Linked DNA regions of Mus musculus: region 1 is linked to region 2. The links are chromatin contacts, called in public promoter capture Hi-C maps. All regions are on one chromosome and are shown on one strand. Each heading gives the region's core, a stretch centred on a gene start, on an enhancer-like site or on the middle of the called end of the contact. The rest is flanking DNA. Distances are from core to core; before and after follow the strand shown.

Region 1 (3,938 bases), core at 331-2,830, 350 kb after region 2:
AAGAACTTGGACTTTTGAATTATACTATTAAAGAAAAAGGTTAAGGTTCTCATATGCCTGCTTCTCTCAAAGCTTAGCTATTTTTGAGCCTAGAATTTCTGTCGCAGGTAGGATTCAGTCTTCAGTAAGTGGGCCAGACTGCTGTGCTTCGTGGCTTACCATTGTCATTCATAGTGGCCTGGCTATGCAGAAAATCAATCACAGAACTGAGTTTAATAAGGAGAACGTGGGGAGAAGGAAGCAGATGAAAATGCAAACTGTGGTCAGCAGGATTCAGTGGCACTTCCAGGTGCTTTGTTAGCAGGAATTAAAAAAAAAACAACTTTACACAACCCCACCTGAATTCTTTCAACTACAATGTAATGCAAAGAAAATCCGCGCTAATTATGAGCAGGAACATTATCTATTAATATGTTAATGAAGCAGGTTTGCTAATGGTGAAAGACCTGAATTTTAATAAAATCTTAAGAGCTCCTTGATTACGTGTTTGTTAGTCGATCTGATCATTTAAAATTATCTCTAGGTGGCTTTACATGGAATAAAACCTACATTAGAACTGTATTCTAAACAGGCCTTAATGAAGCAGGTGAGGATACCACCTGTGACATAAACACAGGCAGCCAGAAATTCACTTCAAAAGAAATGGAAACTAGTGAACACGAAACATGTTATCATACCTGCCAGTAACAGCTTTCAATGTAGGTAATTTATTTATGCATTTGCTTGCTAATTTTCTCAAACATATTTGCTTATGAAAATAATGTTCGATTGAATTAATGGATACTGCCTTTCAATATTGGAAGTGTTAGTTTTTCATAAAAGAAATATTCTAGTGTCCTGTTTGACAACAGCCCACACATACATGAAAGCTTTTATCCCAACCGATCCTAGATATCTTTTGAAGAAGACAGTAGTCATCAACTATCCAAGGCACCCAGAGTTGGTGTGTAGGGATATCAAAGGTGTGCCTCTGAATAGATGTGATCTTGTTCTGTGTTCTCCAAGATGATCTTGGCATCAAAGTGCCTAGTTGTCTGCATCTGCATCCGTAGAAGGTAGGGAAGGCACTTGGCAGCCTTAATTTTGCATATTAAAATCCTAAGGCTCCGATTAGTGGGTGAGTTTAGACCGAGATCCTGAATATCCCAGAGAGCAGAGCAAAACCCTCTGATGTAAGACCTGCCTCTGTGTGAGCCCAGGAGATGCAGGGGTGGATGGTCCCAGAAGCTTGCGTTCCAGGGCTTTCCTGCGGTGTAGCTGTGGCTCTTCCCTGTTCTGAATGAGCAGGTTACAACAGGGTTAAGTGAAGGAAGTGACATTAATACTAGAAGCCCCGAGTCAGTGATCAAGATCCCAAATGTAGGTGACTGTATTGGCTGATTTTGTGTCAATTTGACACAGGCTGGAGTTATCACAGAGAAAGGAGCTTCAGTTGAGGAAATGCCTCCATGAGATCCAGCTGTGGGGCATTTTCTCAATTAGTGATCAAGGGGGAAAGGCCCCTTGTGGGTGGGACCATCTCTGGGCTGGTAGTCTTGTGTTCTATAAGGGAGCAGGCTGAGCAAACCAGGGGAAGCAAGCAAGCCAGTAAAGAACATCCCTCCGTGGCCTCTGCATCAGTTCCTGCTTCCTGACCTGCTTGAGTTCTAGTCCTGCATCCTTTGGTGATCAACAGCAATGTGGAAAGTGTAAGCTGAATAAACCCAACTTGAGAGTTCTTGTTCATGATGTTTGGTATAGGAATAGAAACCCTGCCTAAGACAGCAAGTGACAAATGCTATTTCAAATAAAAACATATTTTTTTTAGAAATCAGAAAATAATTCAGAAGAAAACAAGACAGAGAGATGGAGGTAGAGGGTTTCATGTTGATAAAAGTAAGTCACTGAGCTTCAAGCTGCTGGCACGCATGGGTTCAGCTCTGGAAAGAAAAAGCAGTCTAATGTTTGTGCAGGAATAGAAACCCTGGCTAAGACAGTGACGTTGGGTCCCTATACTAAAATGAGCCCAGAATTAACTGAAGGAAGTAGGTGGTATGGAGTAAGGAAGAGCTGGGGCTTCTATCCCTAGCTTGTGATGCACAGGTTTGAAGAGTCTGGAGAGATGAGGTCACAGCTGGAAATCACTTTTGAAGATGGAACCCGGTCTGAGAAACCACCTGCTTCTTCCTTAGTGACTTTGTTCCTGCAGGTAACCATCCACATTCATCAGATTTATTTATTTACCAGGGTATTCATCTGATGGGTTCAAAATAACCCAGTATTTAATAATCATTAGAAATTATAATGAATGGTTGCTTACATTTTGGTATTGTATCTTTCTGGGATTTTCCAGGCAGCCCCCTTCTCCCTCCTTTAAGGTCAACATGACTCGGACTTCAGACAACTGGTCATCTAAACGGGTTCTACCTGGGCTCCTGGTGAGTTTCCTTGATGGCATGCTGCCCTCTAGAGGTTGAAGCAAACAGCACCGCAGAAATCAACGAGGGAGTGGTCTGCTGGCCTCACTTTTCTTAACAAAGATTCAGTCTTCATCAAATTTTATTTCAGCACTAGGAAAAAAAAATAAATCATAGAAAGTATTAGCTATTTTTAAAGGTCTTAAATCAGGTGACATCAGGCCATCAGATCTGGCCCACCCCACACATGTATATATACCTTCCTTATCTCCTTCCTCCCTCCCTTCCTTCTTCTTCAGATGGAGTGTGCAGCATTTGGCTAGCCTTCATGAGACCCTGGGCACCACTCCCAGTGCCTCAAAATAAAGTAAACAAACAATGCATTAAAACGCATCAATAAAAATCTGCCACGGGGAAGAGAGTGAGAGACATGTACACCCACCCAAAGCTCCCTACTTAGGGCAACAACCCCAGCTTTCACTGGTCTTTGCATGTGCTGTCATACTTAACTCTCAGCTCACTCTTATAGAGATATTAAAGACCACAACACAGCAGAAAACCGCAAAGCCTACATTTGAACCCAGTTTTCCTTATTTCAGAACTTATGCAGATTTTGTCAATAGGAAAACAGACTATCACATAGCATTTGAATGACTGTCTTTATTTGCTTCTGATTATATATAATAATCATGACTTTAGGGTTTTTTTTAAATAAAAAAGAGTTTATAGATTTAAAACTATGACAACCAGAGATTTTGCCATTTGACAATACATTTACCTAAACCTCAATTTGGCTAGCATAGTCAAGACAGACAGACATCCAAGTATGAAAAATGTGTATTGTTATATAGGTGATGGGCCAGGGGGAAAAGAAATTCCTAAAATCTGCAGTTAAAGAGACAAGCTTACAATATCAAAAGCTAGAAACACAAAGCAGAGTAAGAAAAATGACATTAAAAGTGAACTAATGGGGCTGGAGGGGTGGCTTAGCCATTAAGAGCACTGACTGTTTTTTCCATAGGTCCTAAATTCAATTACCAGCAACCACATGGTGGCTCACAACCATCTGTAATGGGATCCAATGCACTCTTCTGGTGTGTCTGAAGACAGCCACAGTGTACTCATACACATAAAATGAATAAAATCTTTTTAAAAAAGTGAACTGATGATAATGGGCAGGAAAGTGTTCACTACACGTTTTAGATCCCAGCACCAAATAAAAGCCAGAGACATGGCAACTTGTACCTGTGTAATCTCAGGATGCTCTCGTAGGCTTGGTAGCCAGATAATCCAGCCAAGTTAGTAAGCATTGGGTTTAGTGGGTTCGGTGTCAAAAACTAAAGTAAAGCATGATAGAGGAAGATGCCCGACATTGACCTTTGTTCTTCCGAAGCACACACACACACACACACACACACACACACACACAAACGCATATGCATGGGCATATACTCATGCCTACACCATACACATATGCAAGTAAATGATGATCTCTCACCTCCTAGTGCTTTCTGCATCACAGTGTGGCCTGGAGGGTGCTCA
Region 2 (3,571 bases), core at 325-2,824:
ACTGCAAGCAAGCTGAAATACCAAATTACCCACAAGCTAGACTTTTATAGATTAAACAGATAGCTTATATATTTTAGTTTTTACTTAGAAAATTTTTATTTGTATGAGATAATATCCGCGATGGAAAAATAAATCACTCCTGCTGTCCACTGAAGAAATCTCAACAATTTTGAAAGGTGTGGGTCTTCATTCGGGAGCCGGCATGATGAAGCGAAAGGACTTGCTAAGGATCACTTCCGGCAGGATGGATGGTGCAGCCTAGCCAGAAAAGCAAGGTCAAACAATGCAAGCTCCCGCGCACAACCCTCCTCATCCTTCCACAGACCATCTTCCACTCCATCACAGCTCATTGCAAACAAACATGAGTTTCTAAATGAAGAAGGAGTTGATCCATGGCCACATGTGTCACACATCCCGGTGCCTTCAGAATAGCACTGAAGATGCTCCCTGTTGGAAACAAAAGAAGTCCCCTTTGAGTCACTGGGCACTGTGGTGTTAGCACTAAGCAGTAGGTGGCGCTGTGAATATACATTGATTCTGTTCTAGAATCAGGAAGAGGTGAAGTAGGATCCCTTGTGGTTGCTCATGGTGAAGGCAGATGTCGGCTTGCTGAAGGCCGGCTGACAAGAAAGAGCCTTTGTTTCCAACCTCTCAACAGCATTGGCTGTAGACTTGTTTTTTGGTGGTGGTGGGGAGCTTTTCTCCCTCGTGAGTTGTCTATTCAAGGTGACAAACTATGACTAGGGTTTGCTCCTTCTTCGGTCCCAAGGAAGCCGTTTCTTTACCTTTCAAGGAATGCTAGAGACCCAGAGGACATGGAGTCGCTCTTAAAACCTTTGTGTGTTTCTTAGCCAAAGAAATGTATTCTGAATTTTTCCACTTACTTATATGATCTTTACATTTGAAACTGAGCACACTCAACTTTTCTAAAATTTGATTTAGTTTGAAATGCTAGATGGCTGAACATCTTACTTCTTAGAATATCAAGAGGATAAGAGTGGTCTATTTCATGTCACTGTTTATGGTTTTGGAATGAAGAAGGTAAGCTGTGTCATCACACACACACACACACACACACACACACACACACACACACACACACACACAGAGTCCTCAAAGCCCTCCAAACAACAGCATCTGCATAATCCTTTAATGAATTCAGGCCTTGATTATTTGCATTGGGTGCAAACCTGTACGGGCTGATCAGCACCTTGAGACACCTTATGTAAATTATGCAGAGAAAATTATATTCTGGGTTTTTTTTATTAAAAAAACTTAAAGATATCATTAAAACTATGTCTCACCAAATTCTTCCGATGGGGGGGAAAACATAAATAATGAAATGGTATTCACATTTACTCCTTTAAAAGAAATGTTCAGTTTTCCAAGTCAGGCCAAGAGAAGTTATACCTTCTAGAACCATGACATCATACAGCGTATGAAATGTTGACATCTGTTATCAACCCAATTAACTAGCTGCTGTTCAAATTGTGGTGAAAGTGCCCAGGGACTTCTTTTGTACTCTTATCAGTGGTTCAATAGCAAACTGCCAGGCATGTGTGTATCCAGGCTTTGATCTAATGCTCTGTTGGTTGTTGGCTCCAGCTCAAGAGACTGTGGAGTACTCAACGCTGGGCCTGCAGACCCCGGAGAGCAGGATGCTGTTGATACAGTCAATATTTGCATGATGCAATGATAATGCCGTCTTTATGTTATATTCTGGTTTCACCAAAACACGGAGGAAGCTTCCTTTTCAAGAGTGTGCTGTGGTTTTTTAGGAATTCTCTCCCCAACCCCCACCCCCGGGCTCTTTTTGTCTTTCTGTTTCCTGCTTTCCTATCTTTACAAAGAGCTACACCTTTAAAGTTATTACAGTCTCTCTCTCTCTCTCTCTCTCTCTCTCTCATTTTTATTTTAAATATTTTACATTATTTTAGAAATTTGGGCCTTTGCAACATTATTTTATATTCGTGGGGTAATTTCATATCTAGTAAATATTTCCAATCATATCTTATTATCTGAGATGGTCTTTCATTATGTAGTCATTTTTTTCTTTTTTCTTTTTCCAATTTTTATTAGGTATTTTCTTCATTTACATTTCAAATGCTATCCCAAAAGTTCCCTATACCCTCCCCTCCGCTGTTCCCCTACCTATCCACTCCCACTTCTTGACCCTGGTATTCCCCTATACTGGGCCATATAAAGTTTTCGAGACCAAGGAGCCTCTCTTCCCAATGATGGCCAACTAGGCCATCTTCTGATACATATGCAGCTAGAGACACGAGCTCTGGGGGTACTGGTTAGTTCATATTGTTGTTCCACCAATAGGGTTGCAGACCCCTTCAGCTCCTCAGGAACTTTCTCTAGCTCCTCCATTGGGGGCCCTGTGTCCCATCCAATAGTTGACTGTGAGCATCCACTTCTGTTTGCCAGGCACTGGCATAGCCTCACAAGAGACAGCTATATCAGGGTCCTTTCAGCAAAATCTTGCTGGTGTAAGCAATAGTGTCTGCATTTGGTAGCTTATTATGGGATGGATCCCCACATGCGGCAGTCTCTGGATGGTCCATCTTTTCATCTCAGCTCCAAACTTTGCCTCTGTAACTCCTTCCATGGGTGTTTTGTTCCCAATTCAAAGAAGGGGCAAAGTGTCCACACTTTGGTCTTCATTCTTCTTGAGTTTCATGTGTTTTACAAATTGTATCTTGGGTATTCTAAGTTTTCGGGCTAATAGCCACTTATCAGTGAGTACATATCTTGTGTATTCTTTTGTGATTGGGTTACCTCACTCAGGATGATACCCTCAAGATCCATCCATTTGCCTAGGAATTTCATAAATTCATTGTTTTTAATAGCTGAGTAGTACTCCATTGTGTAAATGTACCACATTTTCTGTATTCATTCCTCTGTTGAGGGACATCTGGGTTCTTTCCAGCTTCTGGCTATCATAAATAAGGCTGCTATGAACATTCAACTTAAGTTTTTAGCGTATGAGCAGAAGCAGATAGTGATAAAACAAAACAAAGAAGATCACCAGCCTGGTATCTCATTTAAAGTCAATCAACGTCTATGGAGAAGCTTTCTGGGCCTAGTGTTGTGATAGTTACTAGAAGAAACAAAAATAAACAAGACCCAGTTCTTACCTCTGGGAACATATCCCTTGGGACTTGAGTGCCATTCCATTACCTAAGCAGCACACAGAAACGCCAGGCTGGAGAGAAAGTCCATTCTGATATGCATCCTGGGCAGATGGAAAAGGGGGTTGGTTCTTTGCGCCAGAGTCTGACAGGCTTAGAGAAAGGCACAGGACATGCCTTGTTAGACACACTCAAGCAACAAAACTATTGTGACGAACAGGGGACAACTAGGACTTTAGGAGAAACTCAAGTATTGACATTTTATTAGGGAGGAAACTGAGACAGGAAAACCTGCACAAGTTGGCTGGTAACCTACATCATACGGGACCTTGCAAACACTTTGAGGGTTTACCTTAAAATAATAAACACTACAGCACATAAAAACAGGACGACAAATCAGAGAACCTCAAATCAAAGCTACAGAAGGTCTTCCC

Evidence for each region. Promoter capture Hi-C pulls out the DNA fragments that hold promoters and counts their contacts.
Region 1: a promoter capture Hi-C map of the C10 cell line shows a contact between it and region 2, with 7 times the contacts expected there. The contact joins the promoter of C87198 here to the enhancer-like site in region 2. A contact is called at or near these places in 13 of 39 promoter capture datasets (the 3T3-L1 cell line, the C10 cell line, the HPC-7 cell line and 7 more) and 6 of 484 Hi-C or Micro-C datasets (the C10 cell line, the G1E-ER4 cell line, Sertoli cells and 3 more).

The regions. Positions count from the first base shown.
Region 1 is chr12:56,589,479-56,593,416 of GRCm38.p6, forward strand. C87198 (expressed sequence C87198) reads left to right here and starts at 1,581. Exons shown (of 5, transcript NR_046003.1): 1 at 1,581-1,688; 2 at 2,069-2,188; 3 at 2,333-2,417. The region is part of intron 2 of Gm26973 (a long non-coding RNA gene); the gene reads left to right.
Region 2 is chr12:56,241,412-56,244,982 of GRCm38.p6, forward strand. No RefSeq gene overlaps it. Among named protein-coding and RNA genes, the nearest start is that of Gm36754, 3.9 kb to the left of the region's middle. Within about 2 kb of position 1,575, at least 6 of the 459 cell types and tissues checked have an H3K27ac peak or open chromatin away from gene starts, as enhancers often do.